Regions from separate parts of the Pan troglodytes genome. Here all the other regions are linked to region 1. A link is a contact called in public Hi-C data. All regions are on one chromosome and are shown on one strand. The core of a region is the stretch at or near the end of the contact, and the rest is flanking DNA. Distances in the headings are between cores, read along the strand shown. Region 1 holds the start of ZNF608 (zinc finger protein 608). Region 2 overlaps LOC104006543 (a long non-coding RNA gene). Region 3 overlaps LOC104006543 (a long non-coding RNA gene).

Region 1 (3,877 bases), core at 530-3,029:
TCAGATCCCTAATTTGCCCATTTTATTTGTTAAAGTACAGCTTTGATTTGAATACAAATTGACTTAGGGAGAGCTAAGGACTAGTACAGGTTGCATTCCTCTGGTTTATATGTCCCAATAAAGGGTGGAAACTGCTGTTTATTACTATTTGCAGCCTCAAATCTAGTTCATTTATGGTAGTGAAACAGCTAATTGGCAATTTTTTTATGGACTAAATATATTGAAAGCTCAAACATGAGTCAATAGCCATTATTTAAAATATGTGACATAAATATTTTTATTGATCCACGAAGTCATCACTGAATATTTACATCAGAAGCTGTCTTCTGCTAGCACTCATTCACTTTACATGTCCATATGACTCAGTTAAGACACAACCTTAAATTGCAATTGTCACGTGGAAATTACAATCCCAGTAGTACTGGATCTTTAAAACTTGGGATCATGATGCTTTCAGTTTACAGTAACCTTTGACTTTCAAATGTCCATATTGTAGCTTCTAAAAACAATGAAGGTAACAATAAAAAATTAAAAATTAAATGTACTCTAAAGGCTTAATATATGTAAATACATTAGCTTAAATATGTTAGCTGTTATAGTAAAATGCTAAACTTGTTATTTCATATTAACCTCTCTTATCCTATGAGCTGAGTCTCATTAACTTGGTTGCTGGCATTTGTCCTACAATACATTCTAAAATATTTCTGTGTTTGTGGATTGTAGATGTAGCATTCAGAGGATTCATGATGCCCCCTTCCCCACCAGTGGGGTTAAAGATATGGGGGAAGAGGAATTCTGACCCTTCCACAGTTTAAATACGTGTACTGGGACTGTTTAACAGTTAATCTTCCTAGTACATTTAACTTTCATAAGTCGATTTTTTAAAAGATGAGGCTGGCCCGAGGTGTTACTATGGTTAGCTGGGGCCTTATTTTAATATTAAGTTTTTCTTTTTTGGAGTCACATAACACCAGGTGGAAAAGATTTGTTACTAATTCCAGGGAAGAACCATTCACATAGTGTTGGTTAAATGGTCGCCTGCGTTCACACTTCAGTGCCTGTAGACCAGAGCCCTGGAAACAAAAGGGTTACTTGTTTCCCCACCATCGCCTTTACCCGCAGATCGATTTTTCTTATTTAATCAGCGAGTAAAAAGAGAGACACAGGGAAGAAAAAAAAAATTGCAGGAAGGGCAAAGTGGTGGGGGGAGGGTTGAAAGCCAGAAGCTGCAATACAGAAAATCAGTCTTGGGAGTTGGGCTGCGAAGTCCTTGGAACAAGGAAGGGAAGCCGGCAAAATGCTCGCAGTCAGTTCCACACAGCCAGCCTCCCTTTTCTCTTCGCTACGCGCTAGCGGCTCGTTTGGCTTCTCTCTGCCACCGAGCGATCACATACATTATTTCCCCCAAGATAACACAATCAAACTTGTATTTACCGACATCCTCTCCTCGCAGCCTGTTTGAGATTTGTTTTAATAAATAAGTGTTTTATGTGAATGATGTTGTAATTGAAAGGGGCGCACCATTTTTTTCCCTTCTTACTGCGGGAGGTTCCTCAACCCCAATCTGGTTGGAAAATAAAACGCTTTGTCTCCACAACCACCCCCCACAGCACCCCCACCCGCTCTCAGTGTGTGTTTTATACGTGTGTATATCTCAACCCCCTACAGTAGCCAAGAGAAAGCAGCTAGCCAATGAGAGAGCCCAGTTTCATAAAAGCTGCTCTCTGATTGGCCCGATGCGAAAGGGCACTGGGAACAAAGAAAAGTCCCTTTCAGGTATAGAGGCTGAGAGCTTCTTTTGCTCCACTCCCCCTGTGTGTGTGTTGTGTTTCAGTCCTGATTTAGTGTTGCAGAACAAGCTTGTTGTGTGTGTGCACCAGGGGGATTTTTGTTTTGCTTTTTTTAAATTTCAATTTTTGCTTTTATAAAAAATACACAGGACGGTCTGTGACATTTGATGGTCCATCTTCTTTAATAATAAATTTGTTGAAGAGATTATAATTTCCAAAATAAAGCGGCTGCAACCAAACACATTCAATGCAGTTAGAAGGAAAAGGTCAACTCGATCCAATACAGACCGTAAGTACGGTTGCGTGGTGTGTCTCTATATAGCACTTAGCGGGGACTTCATGCAGGGGAATGTGCGAGTTTTATGCATAGAAATGAGGAACTAGTTATAGGGTTTGGCTTTTGCATTTAGAACAACAACCCAAGAAGGGTGAATTTTATTCAGTGGAGGGTGAAGCATTTGTAACTTCACACAAATTAAGCTTGACTGGGCACTCGGGGTAACTTAGAGGAAATTAGCTTTTGGGCTCTAACCCAAAGGAGAATAAAAGTGACACAGTTACATATCCTGGTCTGCAGTGTCAATTCTCTAGCTCACCTTACTCCCTCCCTCTTCTGTCCTAGCTGGGCAGACCCCCCTCCCAAAGCGATACAGGAAAATGGGGGCAAGGGCAGAACAAGCCGATTTCTGTCTCCTGTCAGATCCCAGTGCCCGATAATTTAATATTAAACAAGGGAATAGTCACTCATTACATGTAATGGTTATAATTACCATTCGCCATCTCCTTAAAAAAGCAAGCAACAAAAATACCATTAAGAGAAAAAATAAAAGCCCCACCCAACCCAAACAAACCCACAAATAGTAACAATGGTGTATTTATTACAGGACCAGGCTGGGGAGCAAGCAAAAGGTTTTTCTTTGTTTAATACATGAAGTGGGGGTCCCTAAAATCCAAATAGCTCGGAGATACCCTTCTCCCTCCCCCAGGCGTCCCCGTCCCTGGCCCCTTGGGAAAGCCGACAAATTGGAGATAAGTTGAGGAAAGGTTTATAAAGTGTTTCTTTAAAACATCTGCTTTGCTCTTGTGCTCATTACATTTCACTCCTTCCGAACTTCGGAGATCCTAGATCTCCGAGAAATGTTTCACATTCATAACTTGTAGCTTCGCCCACTGCGGGGTGCGGAGGGAAGAGGTTGGGGGAGTGTGTGCAGGGGGAGGGGAGAGACTTTCAGCTTTTTTTTTTTTTTAAAGACCAGATCAGTATTTTCTTGATACGCTTGTCACCATTTTTGTTCTCACGACAACCAATTGAGCCCTTGATCCTCACGTGATGTGAAAGGCTTGCACTGTAACAAAATCGCTCCTTTTAGATGGTTGGTTGTTACTAACTCGCCCATCCCCCTCTCCCAGCCCCGACATTTCCAGCAAAGCGACTCTCCACTTCCAATCCATCAACAATTCATTACTGCTTTTAGCTTCCAAACGCCAGCTAATTAAAAATACTAAGCCAAGCTCCGGGGCCATCTGACTAAACACAGGAGGGGGTGGGCGAAGGGAGGAGGAGGAGAGAAAAAATAAATAAAAGGGAGACACACCGTTTGCTGCGAGTATAAGAGGGAAAAACTCCCGAAAAAGGTCGCCTTAAAAAAAAAAAAGAAAACAAAAACCTTTTTTTGACTCTAATTATCGAATTACCACATGACTGACTGACCTGAGAGACAGAGGATTCCACTCCCCTCGGGAGCTATACTAGGAACTCAGTTCCTTTTTCTTAAAACAACATAAGACAGGAAAACATCACATCCTTTAGGTTTCGAAGACTGAGCCCATTTTAAACGCCGTTATTTTCCCCACCCCACCGCCCCACGCCCCCCGCCCCGAGCGAATGCTGTTATAACTGGTTTATCAGCTCACTGAATCATCTGCTCTCTCCTCCTCCACACCTTTCTTTTTCTCCTCTTGCCCAGTTTCTCATCCCACCCTTTCTTCCTCCTCCTCCTCCTCCCTCTACTCCCCCCCTCCTTTTCTCTTAAGTTAGTTCAAGAAATCAAATCTGTCAGGACGGGCGGAAAAATGCCACTTCCCGA
Region 2 (3,877 bases), core at 569-3,068, 450 kb before region 1:
TGGTGTAAAATGGAGACATCTTTATTCACTTTTGCTGAAAGACATGAGACAAAAGCCAGAGCAAAGAATAAAAAAAGAAATTATCTGAACTCCATTTAACCTTCCAGTTGAATGCCGATCTCACCATAAGAATACAAATGTGTACTTGTAGAGTGTTTAAAGCCTGTCTCCTATTTTATGACTGCAAATAGATCTTAGTCTAAAATAATAGATCAAATTCGTAAATGGGTGAAAAAAGATAAGCTTGTATAGCCGAAGTGAAATAATTATCCAAATAGTTCCAAACCAGAATCTAAAACTGGGGATGTGGGTCGCGGAGATCTATTTCCTAAGTTATCCATACTAGCTTTATTATTGACTTCATCATTCAGATAAATGTTCAAAATCCTTGCTGGATTTGTATGAACAGAAAAAGCATACAAATATTTGAAATCATATCTTCCAAAATAGATTTGCCTGTTGATAGCTATCCTTTCACCTGGAACACTGGGAACACTGGTTAAAACCATGAATAACAGCAGCTGAAAACTATGGTTGTCAGATTTAGCAAAATAAATAAATAAATTATGATGTGTGGGGGGCTAGGGGGCTCCAATTTGAATTTCAGATAAACAACTCATGATATTTTAGTATAAGAATGTCTCAAATATTGCATGGAATATGGGGCATGCACAATTTGGAATATACTTGTACTAAAATATTATTCATTTTTCATTTGAAAGTTGACTTAATTGGGAATCCTGCATTCTACCCGGCAACCCTGAAAGATGTACTCTTTATTTTCTTACTTCCTGAATGTACTAAGACATCCTTTCCTTCACACACACACACACAGGCACACACACACCCTAACTTTCAATTAACACAGAGGGTTTTTTTTGTATTTATTCATCAGGTTATCTCTAAGTTTATTTTAATCGTATTTTCCTCTCAAGTACTGCCTTTCCACAGTAGTAAAACATATGCTGTTTGCTGCCTAAGTAGATGGGTAATGTAAGCTGTGATGTGGAGAGAATTCTTCTCTTATCCGTTCTCTCTGAGGGTGTAGTTACAGAAACATATATATGTGCTTTTATCTGTGATAAGAGCTACCATCTGCTAGCTGCAATGTGCACAGCTTACCGTCTGAAGTGCTTATACATATTATGAAAACACACAGCTTTTGTGTATGTTGAGAATACATATAGACTCTGTTCTAATAAACCAGAATATTAGCTTTTGAATATGTCAGATCGATGCAAAATATAACCATAATTATGGACAAGAACGATTAGAGCTGGCACGTTGCCATGTGTGTATTTATGCCAGTAGCATCTTTGGGATCTTTTAATATTGCATTATTTGCAACCTCTTTCTATGAGATAATTATTTTAGAAAAATGGAACCTTTTCAATGAGGAAAGGCTTTTGCTTCATTCAAGGAGCAGAAGTTTCAGGATGGGGATACCAAATCCCTGGGATATGGGCTGCATATACGTGAGCAACGGGAGAGACTGAGACCACGCGACAGAACATATAAATCTGAGTTACTTTGACCTTTAATCCAGGAGAGCACGAAGAGAAATGCACTAGGAAGGTTGGTTTGTAGCTGTCTGGAGACTGATAAGCTGTAATAAAGGTGCACTCAGTTGCAATTCATCTAAAGCTTCCATTGCTATCATCCTCCTTTTTCGATTTTTGTTACCTCGAGTACTTATCTAAATCCCTTTCAATGCCAGCTTGAATGCACTTTGTGTTCTCTCCAACTGTGACTAGGGCTGTCTGTGTGCGTCCGTGTGCTACAGCACACTCTCTTTCCCCTTGTTTGACAAGAACCAATGCCAACACCTAATTAAGGATAAGCCACAGAGCTCTCGGCTTTATCTTTGTCAACTGCTCCATTCCTAGCTTTCTGCCTAGTTGAGTTTTTAATGACATAAGCAACAGTTCGGTTCAGCATTCCTCAGGCCCGTTCCAGATCTCAGTGACTAAATATGGCAAGCAGCAACAGCGGAAAGATGGTGGCCCTTTGTGCCCCATGTCGTGTGAACACTGGGGAAATAGGGCCACACTGGCTTCCATGTGTTATCTGCCCACTCTGCACCTGCAGTGCGGACATGCAGGGAGGAAAAATTCACACGATGTCTCTCTCAGAAGTTTTCCAAATCTTCCAGGCACTTAATTTATGAAGAAGTCTCATCTGTTTCAATTTCATGTTACATTGTATTAAACATTCTAACTCAATTTTGCAAATGTAAGAGTTAATCATTCCCTAAAACTCTGGTGAAATCAGATTAAGATGCCTGTTACTTCCAAACAGCCAATTCACTGTATATTTTTAAAATAAAGTATGGTGTGTGTGTGTGTGTGTGTGTGTGTGTGTGTGTGTGTGTGACAGACAGAGAGTGAGAGAGAGAGAGAGAGAACAGAGGAGCTTCTACCATATTTTCCTGTCTATACTTTTCTATTATACTAGTAGAAGTGCAATCATTTTCCTGGAAGGTGAGATTCATTGTTAGTTTTAAATATGCGCATTTGCATTTCTCTTTGTTCTCTGACCTTGGTTGAAGCTTAATGTTTTAAATGATCATAGAACTGTCACAAGGCATGGAGTTATCTCAAGACAATATTTGCTGAAAGATCATTGAAACAAAATATATCCAAATTGTGTGTATCACTGGTGTTGGTGTGATTTTTGACAATGTTAAAGGCACCTAGATTCAGTGGGGGAAAAATTGATTATTTGTTGCATTTTCTATTGCTGCTTTGCTTCGGCTTTATGTTTTCTTTAAAATTACAAAACATTTTTTGTTCTGACTTCAGTATCATCTCTTTTTTCAATTCACTTGGATGTGTTGACCCCATTCAAACTTTTGTTTTGTTTTGTTTAACTTGTAATTTTGGATGTCAAGAGAAAAAAGAACATCAGCATTTTATCTGCAGACATGGAGGAGTTGAAATATTCTTCCAAAAGAAGACGACGTTCGTAAATGCAATTATTCAATAATTCTATTTCACAGACAATTCCGGGTTGGTCCCTATGTGATCCATAATATACTAGGTATAGAATGAATTTTAAAAAATGATAATCCCCACATGGTAGGAATTTAGAGTCCAATTAAAGATACAAAATATTTTATATCCAACATGTCTTTATGTGACTCTTTGGAAATAGCAGTAAATCTCGGCAAATATTTTAGAGTCTTAAATAGGATATACTTGTTCCCTTTCTTCCTGAGTTGATCAACCCAGTCCTATCTACAAAAGCAAAATGAAAAATTGAGTCTCTTATCTACTCTATTTAAACCAAACATTTGCTTTTGCCCAAGTTATCTGAATATTTCGGATAAAACTTTTGCTCACTCAAGTGATTCAGGCCTCAGTGCTTTCTGCCTGCCAGTAGAGACAGCATCCCTTCTGAATGCGGCCCCAGCATGTCAGAGGCAGTGACACTGCCTGCACCTGCCACCTCTCCTTTGGGATTCCAAGCTGATGCTTTTGATGTTTCTTCTGATTAACATGGTTTTTCTGAGTGGTGGTGATGGATTTGTACTAAAACATCTGTACTCTGTTATAAAGCACCCTGGGAGACTGAGGCAGCTTGGTAAGATGACCATGGAGAGATCTGTGTGCGTTCTATGACCACAAAATTGAGTATTTCTCTTCCCTGCATTAATAGGACCACACTGAAATCATAGTAATCAGCTTTACCTCTGACTAATTCATCCATCTCCTCAAAGCTAATATTCTGAAATACTGTACTGTCAGAAGTAGCAAATGCAGACTTCTCAATAGTTTAGTTCACCTGAGAGTGTGAGGGATTGGACACAGGCAACATCTTCTATAACAGGCCTATTCCTAAACTTGTGCCTCTCTAGCTATCTAGAGAAAATCAGAAA
Region 3 (3,877 bases), core at 646-3,145, 310 kb before region 1:
GGATGAGATCCACCCACATTTAGGGTATCTTTTTCATTCAAAGTACATAGATTTAAATTTTAATCTCATCCAAAAAAATGCCTTCACAGAAACATCTAGAATCATGTTTGACCAAATATCTGAGCACCATGGTGCAGCCAGTTTGACACATAAAATTAACTATCACATTGCCCTTCTATACCATCATCCACATATCCACATTCAGAGTCACTGGAACTCTGATTTCCCGTATGTGAGTATTCTCTAGCATCACATGTGCACAAACCATGTTTCATTCACCACTTTATTTACCCAGAAGCCGCTAGTGGAGCAGCAGCTTTTGGGTGACTTTTCTGGTGGACAGTTTAATTTTACTTGTGAACTCAACTGTCTAAGCTATGCTACAGGAATCCCATTCTCTCTTGTGTGTCCACATTGGCCTGACCAATGAAACTCTCAGATCTCCTCTGAAGCAAAGAGGCAAATGCTTTGGTTAATTGGTGTGGTCAAGTCTCAGTTTGAGAGAGACATGTTTTCTTGGCTCACAGTTTAGGATTTCATGCTGATCTGGTCGACACAGTTCAGATGAGTTTGACCCACCACTGCAGTCGTTATCCTTTGATCTGGAGTCTAGTTTGTAATTTGACCCATTCAGATGGCTTCCCTATTATAGTTAAGCAAGACAAAACCAAATCACCCCATTTATCTTAATGGGCTTTTTTTTTTTCTTTCCTTATTTCTTTCTTTTTCTTTTCTCTTTTCTTTCTTTCTCTTTTTAACATGAAGCCTTGCCGATCTTTTGTTAAGAAGAAAAAGGAATCTGTGTATCTGATGGGCTTTGAAATACCATCTGGTGTTTAATGTTATTGTGCTCTGTTCTCACAGTGGTGTGCTGACTCATATCTTCAAAGTTCAACAACCATTCAGTCACAGTCACCATTCAATATACTGTGTCATTATCAAAGATTTGGATTTACAAAATGCTACCTGGAAACAAAGCACACTTAACAGGCTGTTCTCCCCAAGGCTGGCTCTGCCGCCTGAGATGAGTCTTCTAGTGTGAAGTCTGTTTGTCTGACATTTGTCACTGACCTTTGGATACTCAGCAGAACTTTTAACCCTGAAAATTGCTGGTTGAATTATGCAATTTTATGTGCCTTAAGAAATACAACAGCATTCTTACTCCAAGATGTAAGTCTGGGCTTTTCTTCTACAAACACCCATATATTGGCAATTAATGTGTGAACAGATAAACTTCATTTTAATCATTAAATATGTGCCAAGAAAGTTGAATATTCATAGATACTCTAAGTGTTAAATGCAGAAGGAAAATACATCAGTGAAATAAATCCTGTGATGCACTATTTCGTTTCAGAGGAAAAAAACATTTTATGAGAGAATATTTATTCCAGAATGCATTGTTTGGGAGGTTAGAATATTTTTTAAGAGGAACACACAAGTATGGTTTCACAAGTTTAAGCAGCATTATTAAATACTTGGACAAAACTTGTGCTTATTGCTTTTAGAATAACAATCTGGCTTTCTCTTTTCACTTAATAATGATCAGGACTACTTGTATAAAACACACAGTACAGTGCTTTATGCAACAGTCATAAACAACCTCTCCTAAAATGCGTTTTTGCTTTTCTACCCTAGTGAACAGCTCTGTTTGAGTAAATGATCCATCCTTGAATCATGTATGCAGAGACAAGATCAGCGTTGGATTGTTGTTTTAATAAACTGGAAGTCTGCCAACATTATCTGGGAAGAGGACGAGGACATTAATGCTAGCATGCAATCTAGCCGTGTTTGGATTTAAGACAGAATTTAATCTTCTTGCCTCCTTTCCTTCCCCTCCTCCCCCTTTCCAGTCCTTTCTTCCCTTAGTACACAGTCTCTTTTCATGGAGTTAACTCAAGCTATCTTAAACAGCATGAACTAATAAAGGATGACATTTTTAAAAGGGGAGGCATTCACAAATGTTGGAATGTGGAACATTTAAAATTCTATGGTACTTAGTTTAAGAGAGTGGTGATTAATGAGTTTATGTTATCTATCAAAATGCTTCCATCATGCTGCTGATGTGACATGGGATTTATGGTAATGAAAAACCTGCAATCCATCCCCGGTATCTAAATCTATCAGCCCCACATTCATACAAAAAGCACTAAATGATATATTTGTAGCTATCTGAAAGCAAGATCATTTTTAAGATATGTACGGCCAAAAGAGAACATTCTTAAAATATAGGAAAGGAAACGATTTCCTTTCCAACCTATTGCTCTAGCAAGCATCATACTACGAATATCAATCTCTTCCTGGAAAAAAAAAAAATACTGAGCAGATGATGACCACATGATTAGGCTAGTCATTCTCAGTGAATTTCCTGTAATTTTCTTGGAAATCCTTTGTAGTACCTTTGCTAAGGGTCATACAAATTTTCATTTGGATAATTTGTAATTGTTTGTTGTGCTTTGCATCTTAGAGAAAATCCACTACTACCTTGAATAAAACTCACTTGGTTCCATCTGCAAATCAAAAGAATTCCAAGTAGGCCAATAGAAAGCTTCATCCATTCTCAGCAATTGTTATGCACCACCCATCCCTCCCTCTTCATTAGGTAGCTATTCCTATTTCTGAACGACCTAAGATAACATATATCAACATAATAAAGTTAATTCGCTGCAAGATGTGCTAAAGAGATTTGTGTGTGCAAATAGTGAAAATACTGAACTTTGCGAATGATTTACTTCTTTAAAACAAATTTGACCAGATCAAGTATATATTCATAAAAAATACCAATCTCTATTACTTATACTCTGAAATGCTTTCATGAGTGGGAGAAAAGAGGGAGGAGTTACACCTAGAAGATGCAGAAATTTTTATATAAACTTAGGGAATATAATCATGTGTTTTGTATGCCCTAGCGGAGGCGGTGGAAAAACCACTGTTCTTGGCATCATGAGGACCATCTCTATATTCTGACTCTGTGGGTAGTCATTTTTGTCAGGGTCATCTACATGTCAGGCATTTGGGTGCCTACACTGTAAGTTAATCCACTTCTGTATGCTTTGGAAAACAGACAAAGAGCCCTGTAGTGAAATATTTTTCTTAAGGCGGAATTTCTACTTCCAAAGAGCAGACATCAGCTTAGTGTGTTCCAGAAACAGCACAGGCTTGTATTCCTTCGCCATTTACCCACTGCTTTTGCCACTTCTGCCTTGGAGAGATGCAAAGGATAGAGAAACGCAGCCAAAGAGAAAGGAATCCCAGAGGCCAGGGAAGGCAAGTGGTAACAAGCCAGTGTGTGTATTGTGTTGTACAGGTTTGAAGGGGGTGGAGGAGTCTTGTTAAAAATCACAAAAACTGCCTGTGCAGCAAATAGATTCTCCTCCCACTACTAACACTGCAGAAAATGCCATCTATCAAAATGCTCTTAAAAGCAGTCTCTGATGATGCTGGAATAAAAAGGCTGTAATGACAACTGTGAGGTGGGAGGAGCCTCCTTGCACCCAGCTGTCTGTCAGACTGGGCGTTAGAGACCCTTTAGATTAATAGGGTTGCACCAAGAACGTGACTCCCAGTGAAGAGGTTCTCTTTCTCTACCCTTCCCCACAATCCAACTTCTGATGCTCTCAGGCTTGGCCCTTGGAGTCAAAGTCACAGAAGGGGAAATGTCATTTCCTGTTGATCATGACAGTCTTTTTTCTGGTCTCAGTATTTCTGGCCTCATTGGTCTTAATCTGACCCAACCCCAAACATCATCCTCAATACTCTTGGGTGACCCAAGCTCAGGAAATAAATGGTGAACCATTTTCAAGTTTTAAAACCATTTTTATAGCTTACACTGAGGTTAGTTTCAGTTTTGAAGTAATAGTGTAATGTCAACATGATTGTC

What was found. A called contact is a pair of places that touch in the nucleus more often than the background predicts.
Region 2: a contact with region 1 is called in a Hi-C map of stem cell-derived neural progenitor cells, with 4 times the contacts expected there. The contact joins the enhancer-like site here to the promoter of ZNF608 in region 1. A contact is called at or near these places in 1 of 7 Hi-C or Micro-C datasets (stem cell-derived neural progenitor cells), 1 of 1 datasets of contacts at active chromatin or transcription factors (stem cell-derived excitatory neurons) and 1 of 1 other capture datasets (stem cell-derived neural stem cells).
Region 3: a contact with region 1 is called in a Hi-C map of stem cell-derived neural progenitor cells, with 6 times the contacts expected there. The contact joins the enhancer-like site here to the promoter of ZNF608 in region 1. A contact is called at or near these places in 1 of 7 Hi-C or Micro-C datasets (stem cell-derived neural progenitor cells), 1 of 1 datasets of contacts at active chromatin or transcription factors (stem cell-derived excitatory neurons) and 1 of 1 other capture datasets (stem cell-derived neural stem cells).

What each region holds. Positions count from the first base shown.
Region 1 is chr4:122,501,422-122,505,298 of NHGRI_mPanTro3-v2.0_pri, reverse strand. It overlaps ZNF608 (zinc finger protein 608), which reads left to right and starts at 1,779. Exons shown (of 10, transcript XM_016953710.4): 1 at 1,779-2,079.
Region 2 is chr4:122,947,627-122,951,503 of NHGRI_mPanTro3-v2.0_pri, reverse strand. All of the region lies in intron 3 of LOC104006543 (a long non-coding RNA gene), which reads right to left. Among named protein-coding and RNA genes, the nearest start is that of ZNF608, 450 kb to the right of the region's middle. Within about 2 kb of position 1,818, at least 6 of the 24 cell types and tissues checked have an H3K27ac peak or open chromatin away from gene starts, as enhancers often do. A contact at or near this core is called in stem cell-derived neural progenitor cells, where this site is marked.
Region 3 is chr4:122,810,394-122,814,270 of NHGRI_mPanTro3-v2.0_pri, reverse strand. All of the region lies in intron 3 of LOC104006543 (a long non-coding RNA gene), which reads right to left. Among named protein-coding and RNA genes, the nearest start is that of ZNF608, 310 kb to the right of the region's middle. Within about 2 kb of position 1,895, at least 5 of the 24 cell types and tissues checked have an H3K27ac peak or open chromatin away from gene starts, as enhancers often do. A contact at or near this core is called in stem cell-derived neural progenitor cells and stem cell-derived neural stem cells, where this site is marked.